2 separate regions of the Ovis aries genome follow, and region 2 is linked to region 1. The links are chromatin contacts, called in public Hi-C maps. All regions are on one chromosome and are shown on one strand. The core of a region is the stretch at or near the end of the contact, and the rest is flanking DNA. Distances in the headings are between cores, read along the strand shown. Region 1 has its middle 270 kb from the start of MSX2. Region 2 holds the start of MSX2 (msh homeobox 2).

Region 1 (3,969 bases), core at 447-2,946:
AAGACCTGTTCTGATTTCAGACAAGTTCAGAATTTGAAATAAATAAACAAACGAATAAATAAATTCCTCGGAAACAAGGAAGTGAGGTAGTAACTGTTGGGGAAAATTCTACAAGATCTATGCAGAGGCCTGTTTGCAGGTTATAGCCAGAGTAGGGACTCACATGCCAGGCAGGAAATTCCAAGTGCCCAGGAAATAGCCACAGACACGATCAGACTGGATCTCAGGCTGGGTGTCAGCAAAGGAGATGAGGGCTTCCCTGATGGCACAGATGGAAAAGAATCTGCCTCAATGCCAGAGACCCAGGGTTGATCCCAGGGTCAGGAAGATCCCCTGGAGAAGGGAATGGCTACCCACTCCAGTATTCTTACCTGGAGAATCCCATGGACAGAGGAGCATGGAGGGCCATAGTCCACGGGATTTCAAAGAGTCAAACACGACTGAGCAACTAACACTTTCATTTTCATCAGCAAACGAGACCAACCTCTTCACTTGAGGGGAAGCTTCAGGGATAATTGTCAGTAGTTATTAAGCACTTACTGTTAGCTAAGTGAGTTAAATGGTTTACATGGATTATCTCATTTCTCTTCAACAAAACCCTTCAAGATAAAGATGATAACTTGGATCAAGAAACTTCAGCTAAGAAAGGCTGAGTGCAGCTAATTATCTGGTGAGCAGTGATGCAAGATTTGAACCTGTCTCCAAGAAGGTGCCCAGGCTCACAGGTCTCACCGCTTGTCCTTTCCAGCCCAGTTCCCAGCTGTGTCCAGCAGCAGGTGGCCAGGGCTCTACTCACCCTGACACCCCTAAAGACAGTAAGGATCACAGACCAGCACAGATGGCCAGCTTAGAATTCGCTACAGGCTGGAGATGGGAGGGCATGATTTACAAGCAGATGAACTATTTCTGTGCAGAAATCAAATAAAATAAGTTTTCCACGACAGGCTTATTTCAGATATTCTGTCATCTGCTGTAGGAGGATGCATAAATGATGCGTCGAGTGATGCTCCCAATTTTCAGTCGGCAGATTATGAAACTGAAGGACATTTTCGGCAGAATTGAGCCTCTAGAGATGGGAGCCTCAAGTATAATACAGGCTTGGCAATGATCACATCAGCCAGGTTTTATGAGATAATGAATGAAAATGCTATTGAAATCAGGAAGCAGCATAAAAAAGAAAGAGAACTGTACGTGATCCAGATCAAAAGCACCCCTCTCTCTACCTCTCTTTCTCTCTCTCTTCTCTGTTTCTCTCTCTCTCTTCTCTTTTTCTCTCTTCTCTTTCTCTCTCTCTCTTCTCTGTTTCTCTCTCTCTCTCTTCTCTTTCTCTCTCTTCTCTTTCTCTCTCTCTCTCTTCTCTCTTTCTTTCTCTCTCTACCTCTCTTTCTCTCTCTCTCTTCTCTCTTATAAGAACACCACCTCCCTTCCCAGGGCTTCCCTGGTGGCTCAGACAGTAAAGAATCTGCCTGCAACTCAGGACACCTGGGTTCAATCCCTGGGTTGGGAAGATCCCCTGGAGAAGAGAATGGTAACCCCCTCCAGTAATCTTGCCTGGAGAATTCCATGGACAGAGGAGCCCAGCAGTCTACAGTCCATGGGGTCACAAGGAGCTGGACACGCCTGAGTGACTAACACACACACTTTCCCTTCCCATAGAGAAGACTCATGACACATTGCAAACAAGCATGACCCGAGTCACAACTGGCTTCAAAGCTCTGCCCCACTGCTTACTCATTGTGTAGCCTTGAACGAGCAGCTTCACCTCCCTGAGCCTCAGTTTCTTTGTCTTTTGAATGGGAATAATAACAATCAGACCTCACAGAGTAGATAATAACAATGACTGTACACGTTTACCACGTGTTGCAAGCCAGGAATTTGTGCCCAGTGCTTTACACAGTTCAGCACGTCACGTCTTCCCAACAGACAACTGGGCAACAACTGCCATCATCCCCTGATTTATCAGTAGGAGGATAGGCCCAGAGGGAGCACTGCTCACAAGTTCCAGGGAGGAATTCAAACTGGAGTTTATCAGCCCTTAGGGCTTAGAACTTAAATGCTCCTAACTGGTCACAGGAGCCAGTGATTACATCTGAGAAGGGGCTGGAGAAACAAGACCTCTGACAAATGATGTCATAGAACCTCACGGGTAATCTAATGGCACACAGTGGGTTTTGTTAAAGAAGAGAAGAGAAGGAAGAGATTTTCTGGGTTCTTTTTTTTCATTGTCTATCTTTACCTGCTCTTTGGACAGGACTTTGTAGCTCCCAAAGCAGTCCCCATACACAGTCTCTTTTGATTCTGATGCTAATCAAATGAGGAGCACAACACAGGTTTCATCATCTCATTTTACGGAAGATAAAATGGGTCCTAGGACCTAACAACTGGATAAAGGCCCCACTAGTGACAAAAGCTCAGGTACAATTTCACAGGGTTAGAAGATCATGAACAAGGATTTGGCATATTGACCGGCATATAGCAAGTGCTCAATAAATTCCTGCAGGATCTGACAGGCTTTAAAAAGCCTTCCTGGACCATACTCGTTCCCTCTTCCCCCAAGCATGGATCTGCTTCTATGTGGCACATGGCAGCTACGGTGCAGAGTGGAGTTTTGGGATAACATGGAGCAGTCAGTGAAAAATTGGGGGTGGTCTGAACATCGTCAGAGTTGGTTGGACAGGCCTGCAAGAGGCCAGATGACTGATTCTCCCAGTCCCTTTGGAAAACTTTAGAGCAGGAAATAATCGAGAGATGGTCCAGTCCAGTGTCTTCCAGCTCTTCACTGCTGCATCCGGAGAAGGCCGGCCATATCTGAAAGCCACCTGCACTGCTATTTATTTAGTGTTTGCTTGAAATAAACTCATTTTTAAATTTACATGGATGTATTGAAATACACGATATATAATAAATTATATGTTAAAACATAGTTATATGTTTTATAATAAATTATATGTTAAAAGAGGAGAGTGAAAAAGCTGGCTTATAACTCAACATTCAAAAAACAAAGATCATGGCATCTGGTCCCATCACTTCATGGCAAATAGAGGGGGAAAGAATGGAAACAATGAAAGTCTTTGTTTTCTTGGGCTCCAGAATCACTGCAGATGGTGACTGCAGCCTTGAAATTAAAAGATGCTTGCTCCTTGGAAGAAAAGCTATGACAAACCTAGACAGCATATTAAAAAGCAGAGACATTACTTTGACAATGAAGGTCCATATAGTGAAAGCTATGGTTTTTCCAGTAGTCATGTATGGATGTGAGAGTTGGACCATAAAAAAGCTGAGCACTGAAGAACTGATGCTTTTGATCTGTGGTGTTGGAGAAGACTCTTGAGAGTCCCTTGGACTGCAAGGAGATCCAGCCACTCGATCCTAAAGGAAATCAGTCCTGAATATTCATTGGAAGGACTGATGCTGAAGCTGAAGCTCCAGTACTTTGGCCACCTGATGTGGAGAACTGACTCATTGGAAAAGACCCTGATGCTGGGAAAGATTGAAGGTGGGAGGAGAAAGAGATGACAGAGGATGAGATGGTTGGATGGCATCACCGACTCAAATGGACATGAGTTTGAGTAAACTCCGGGAGTTGGTGATGGGCAGGGAGGCCTGGCATGCTGCAGTCGGACACGACTGAGCAACTGAACTGACTGACTGACATGTTGAAACATACAGATTTATTATATATATTATATAAATTTATTACATTTATGGATTTATATTATATATAGTAAAGATTGATTATATACATGTCGGATCAATATTTATTCATGAAATCATAGATTCGATTTGCTGGATATAGACTTTTCTAATATGTGCATCTGCTCCAGTTCATGAATTTCTAATAAACACAGTGATTAGAATATAAAAATGTGTCCCTGTTCCACACTCGACAATTGATCCAGTCACGTGTGTTCTAAAGGACAACACACAGCACCGAGGAAGAAAATATGGCACAGATAACTAGTAGCGCAG
Region 2 (4,332 bases), core at 102-2,601, 270 kb after region 1:
CATTTCACTAACTAAAATCAATGTCCCTTCCTTCCAAAGCTTTGGGAACTATTTAACAAGCATCTGCTGTGTGCAAGTCCCTGAGTTGGGAAACTTCTATTCACCTCATCATCTTTGGGATATAGGAAATCACTCAGATATAGGAAAAGGCAACCATAGCATAGCAGGCATCATTTGAAGCAATAGGTGCTGACCCCGTGGCCTGCAGCAAGGTTGGTCTCTGCACTTTAGAAGCTTCTGTGCTCTCCCCTTTCCCATACTGAGACAGTCATCACTAAGGCTTTGAGATGTAATTACCCAGGGTATAATTTCAAGTAGGGTGGGGATATCTATACTTTTTTTTTTTTTTTTTAGCTAGGTGCAATGAATAAAAATGTGCTTCCCTAAAAGATACACAGGCTGGGGTGTGCAAACTTGGCACCCAATATTTATGAGATTTGCGGGGGGTGGGGGTGGGGGTGGTTGGGAAGCACTCGATATTATCTATGCCTTTTCCTCCCTCCTCCTCCTTGAAGGCAAACACTGGCACCTAAACACACATGACAAGCACAGGCTCAAACAAACTCATAAACACACAACGCACGCAGTCTTGAGAAAAAGGTCAGATCCGGATTTCTTCCAGTGAAGAGATTCAGGGAAAAGAAAACTCCAGGATTTCAGAGTTTCTAAGAGTGCGCTGGTTTTGAGTGTAAGAGATGGAAAGCTCTGCTTTAAATTTTCCAGCTACTTGGGAGAGGGTTGTCGTGACCACCAACCTCTCTGACTCCCTCCGGCCCTTCTCCTAGGGGAGTTACAGTAATAGCAAACGCTGATGGGCACTTGCTAAGCGAAATATCTGCTCTTATAAGCGCCATGCATGTAGTATTTCCTTTAACAGGGATGCTGGCCCTTGCTTTCAGTGCTGACCCCGAAAACTGTTAAGTAGCCCAGTTTCGGCCCATAGTAGGAGCTTCATCAAAGTTTTTTGCAATGTCAGTTGCAGATTTTAAACGCGTTCTGGAGCGGAGAACCTTTTTAAAAGAGGGGTCAAAAGAGAGAAGAAATGGGACTCGGCGAACTTCCTCTTTAAATAATCGGCCTTAATTACGCCTTAGACTTTTCAGTTTTGGCGTGATTATAACCCTTGAGGGATCGCCTAATAACAACTCTGCTGACTGCTCCTGTAATTAACTCCTAATTTATTTCAAACAGAAAAAAATAAAAAAAGTCCCAGCCTCTTCCGGAAGAACCAATCGGAGGCTAGCATCCGTGGCGTCAGCGCCAGGGCGAGCGCGGATTGGCTGAGCCCAGTCTCTCACTTCCCCTTGGAGGAAAGGCACGGCTCCAGGCGCGCCCCTCCTGTCTCCCCCCCAAAAAAGTTTGAGTCGCAGCTGCCGGGTTGCCAGCGGAGTCGCGCGCCCGGAGCTACGTAGGGCAGAGAAGTCATGGCTTCTCCGTCCAAAGGCAATGACCTGTTTTCGTCTGATGAGGAGGGCCCAGCGATGGTGGCCGGACCGGGCCCGGGGCCTGGGGGCGCCGAAGGGGCAGCGGAGGAACGCCGCGTCAAGGTCTCCAGCCTGCCCTTCAGTGTGGAGGCGCTCATGTCGGACAAGAAGCCGCCCAAGGAGACGTCCCCGCGGCCAGCCGAAAGCGCCTCCGCCGGGGCCACCCTGCGGCCGCTTCTGCTGCCTGGCCACGGCGTCCGGGAAGCTCACAGCCCCGGGCCGCTGGTCAAACCCTTCGAGACCGCCTCGGTCAAGTCGGAAAATTCAGAAGACGGAGCGGCGTGGATGCAGGAACCGGGCAGATACTCGCCGCCGCCAAGTGAGTGCCTGCGGGAGCCGGGACCAGGAGTAGGTGGGGTGCGCGGGGTACCGGGGGGGGGGAACTAGGGGCCAGTATTCCAAGCTATGGTACGGAGGCCCCTCTGTACTATGCGCCCCCTAAAGCAAACATTGCAAGGTCTTGGCCCCTTAATATCCCCAGAGTCCAGCGGCATCTAAGACACCTTCTGGGTGATAGCCGCGCAGCGCGTGTTCGGGATCCCCCAGCTACACAAAGTGTTCTATACGATTGCCAACTCCCTGGTCTTTGAAGGGCGAACCCAGCTGCGTTGGCTGGGGTCGCTCGGTTGTCGTTTTCTCTAGCCCACAGCCCTGCGCTCAGGCCACTTCGCTTTTTCTCACTGTCCATCGAGGTTTCTGTCTAGGGAGTGAAGAAGGATTCTCGTTTAATGTGCACCCGAATATATGCCAGGCAGAAGCGGAGTGCCTTACTGTATTTCAAAGTTCACAACCCTGCGAGGTGTGCCCTCATTTTAAAGATGAGCTCGTTAAAATCTAATCGGACTTTGGGGTAGCAGTGATCATCTTCCGATGGTCCCTGGGGAATCGAAGCACGATCCCTCGGAGGGATGGCGGCAGAGACCTATGCGGCGAGGAAGTATCTCCCGACGGCCGGCACGTCGCTTCGCTGGGAGCGGGCTGCGGTCAGCGGCGTGGGGCTCCGCTTGGCTCAGAGTAATAATTAACAGCATTCCAGCAGCGCTTGAGTTTACCAAGTGATACTTACTAGTTCACCAGATCCCGGTCATCGCTGGAACCTCGAAGTGCGGGGAGAAGCCCGGGACCTGTGGTTATCTCAGTTTTCAGACACCCAGACTTTGAGGATTGAACTTGCTTGGGCCAGGTCACCAACAGTGGCAGAATTGGGCAAGGGGCCCTGGTGTCCTAGCCCTGGCCGCCTTTGATCCTTCTACCCAGAGAGACCAAGGAGAGGCTGAAACACCTGCGCCCCGCTTCCTGCCAATAAGGAAGAACAGAGAGGCCCAGGAGAGCTGATTTCTCTGCCAGCATTTACATCTATTTTGGGGCCTTGGGTATTTTTTGCAGTTTGGACAAACCATTCATTTCTTATAGCTCCTTTTACTTATATCTCCTGACCTTTAAGATTGCTCTGCCCGCACTGTACCTCTAGGAAAAGCGAGAGAGAAGGGGCCTGCGGAGGGATTTTTTTTTCCCAAAGCTGGGAGCATCACATTTTACTCTATTTCCATCAGCTGAGAAAACTCAGAAACAAAGAATTTTGTGAACAGAACAAGGCCATATAACCAGACATCAGTGGCGGTCCCCTTTGGCGTCTTTCTCCACCCTGTTAGAAACTCCAAAAGATTCAAAGGGCGTGGAGGTTAAGGACTCAAAGAATTTAAACTCAAGTTTGCACAGTGCTTTATAGCACTTTTCACCATATTATCTTATCTGATCTCTGTGTGGCTGAAGCCAGCCTCCCAGTAACAGATGAGGACATTTCAGCAGAGTTCAGAGGAATCTGCACACATCAAGTTTGGGCTTGACAAGAAAGGCTTGGGGACATTTAATGATCCCCTATCTGGTGGCAGCCCACGACTCTGGGCGTTCTAAAATTTGGTACTCTGAACTGCAGGATCAGTATTAGTTACCCATTTTACTGATGGTGAAATAGAGGCTCAGAAACTTTAAAGAACTTAATTTGTTTTGACAAATATTGAGTGTCTGTGTATTCATAGGCCTGGGTCAATTCCCAGCCTCACATCAATGATTCAGACCTTACAGGGAGTAGTGTCCAGAGGTCAGAGATTTCCACTTACTTAGGTTGTTGGGGTTCTGTAAATATGTCTGCCAGGGCCCAAGGTAAGGCAGCCCTGGATGTGGCCTTCTCATGAGAAAAATCGGAGATTATGAGAAAGGATTTAACTTTAAAATAAACTTTAAACTTTAGCTTTAAAGTTTGTTTTAACTTTAAAACAAAAAGTAGGTCAGTCGTGGTTTAGGCCTGGAGATGGCCTCGGGAGCCCTGTGGTAGAAAGCAGTGGGTTCCGGGAGCCTAGGGACAGAGCCTGGGGCAGGAGGGAGCCACTTACCCAGGCCGGGTTTTGTTATTCATAGGCAGTAGGACCGATGCTGTTTTGCTTTGTATAATCTCATCCTTCCTCAGGTTTAAAATGGAGTGGGGATGGGAGGGTGAGGAGTGGTATGCTGGGTAGGAAGCCTCATAGCCTTATAGCTTTGATATACTGTAAGATACCCATCTCCTGGACTTCATAATTCAAATGCAGCCCCTAGGATCAGCGGAATGACTGTGCCCAGGCACGGAGTTCCTTTCAACAGGGGCAAGTGTAGACTCTAGAAGCTTGGTGTCTGTGCTGTGACCACTGGGTTCTCCCCAGCAGCCCAGTCAAGTCTTTGAAGGGTGAGAATTTCACAGATCTGAGTCTCTGTTGTTATTTTATTTGCAAAGTAAGAAGCAGGCACCCCTAGCTCTCTGGCTTACTTAGGAATTAGCATATGCAAAAGTCTGCACGCCTGTGGTAGTTGC

What was found. Hi-C and Micro-C count contacts between places; a contact is called where the count stands out from the background.
Region 2: a Hi-C map of mixed tissues shows a contact between it and region 1, with 3 times the contacts expected there. The contact joins the promoter of MSX2 here to the enhancer-like site in region 1. A contact is called at or near these places in 2 of 16 Hi-C or Micro-C datasets (liver and mixed tissues).

The regions. Positions count from the first base shown.
Region 1 is chr16:6,351,680-6,355,648 of ARS-UI_Ramb_v3.0, forward strand. No RefSeq gene overlaps it. Among named protein-coding and RNA genes, the nearest start is that of MSX2, 270 kb to the right of the region's middle. Within about 2 kb of position 1,697, at least 3 of the 54 cell types and tissues checked have an H3K27ac peak or open chromatin away from gene starts, as enhancers often do.
Region 2 is chr16:6,621,347-6,625,678 of ARS-UI_Ramb_v3.0, forward strand. It overlaps MSX2 (msh homeobox 2), which reads left to right and starts at 1,352. Exons shown (of 2, transcript XM_027979998.2): 1 at 1,352-1,803. The coding sequence starts at 1,425.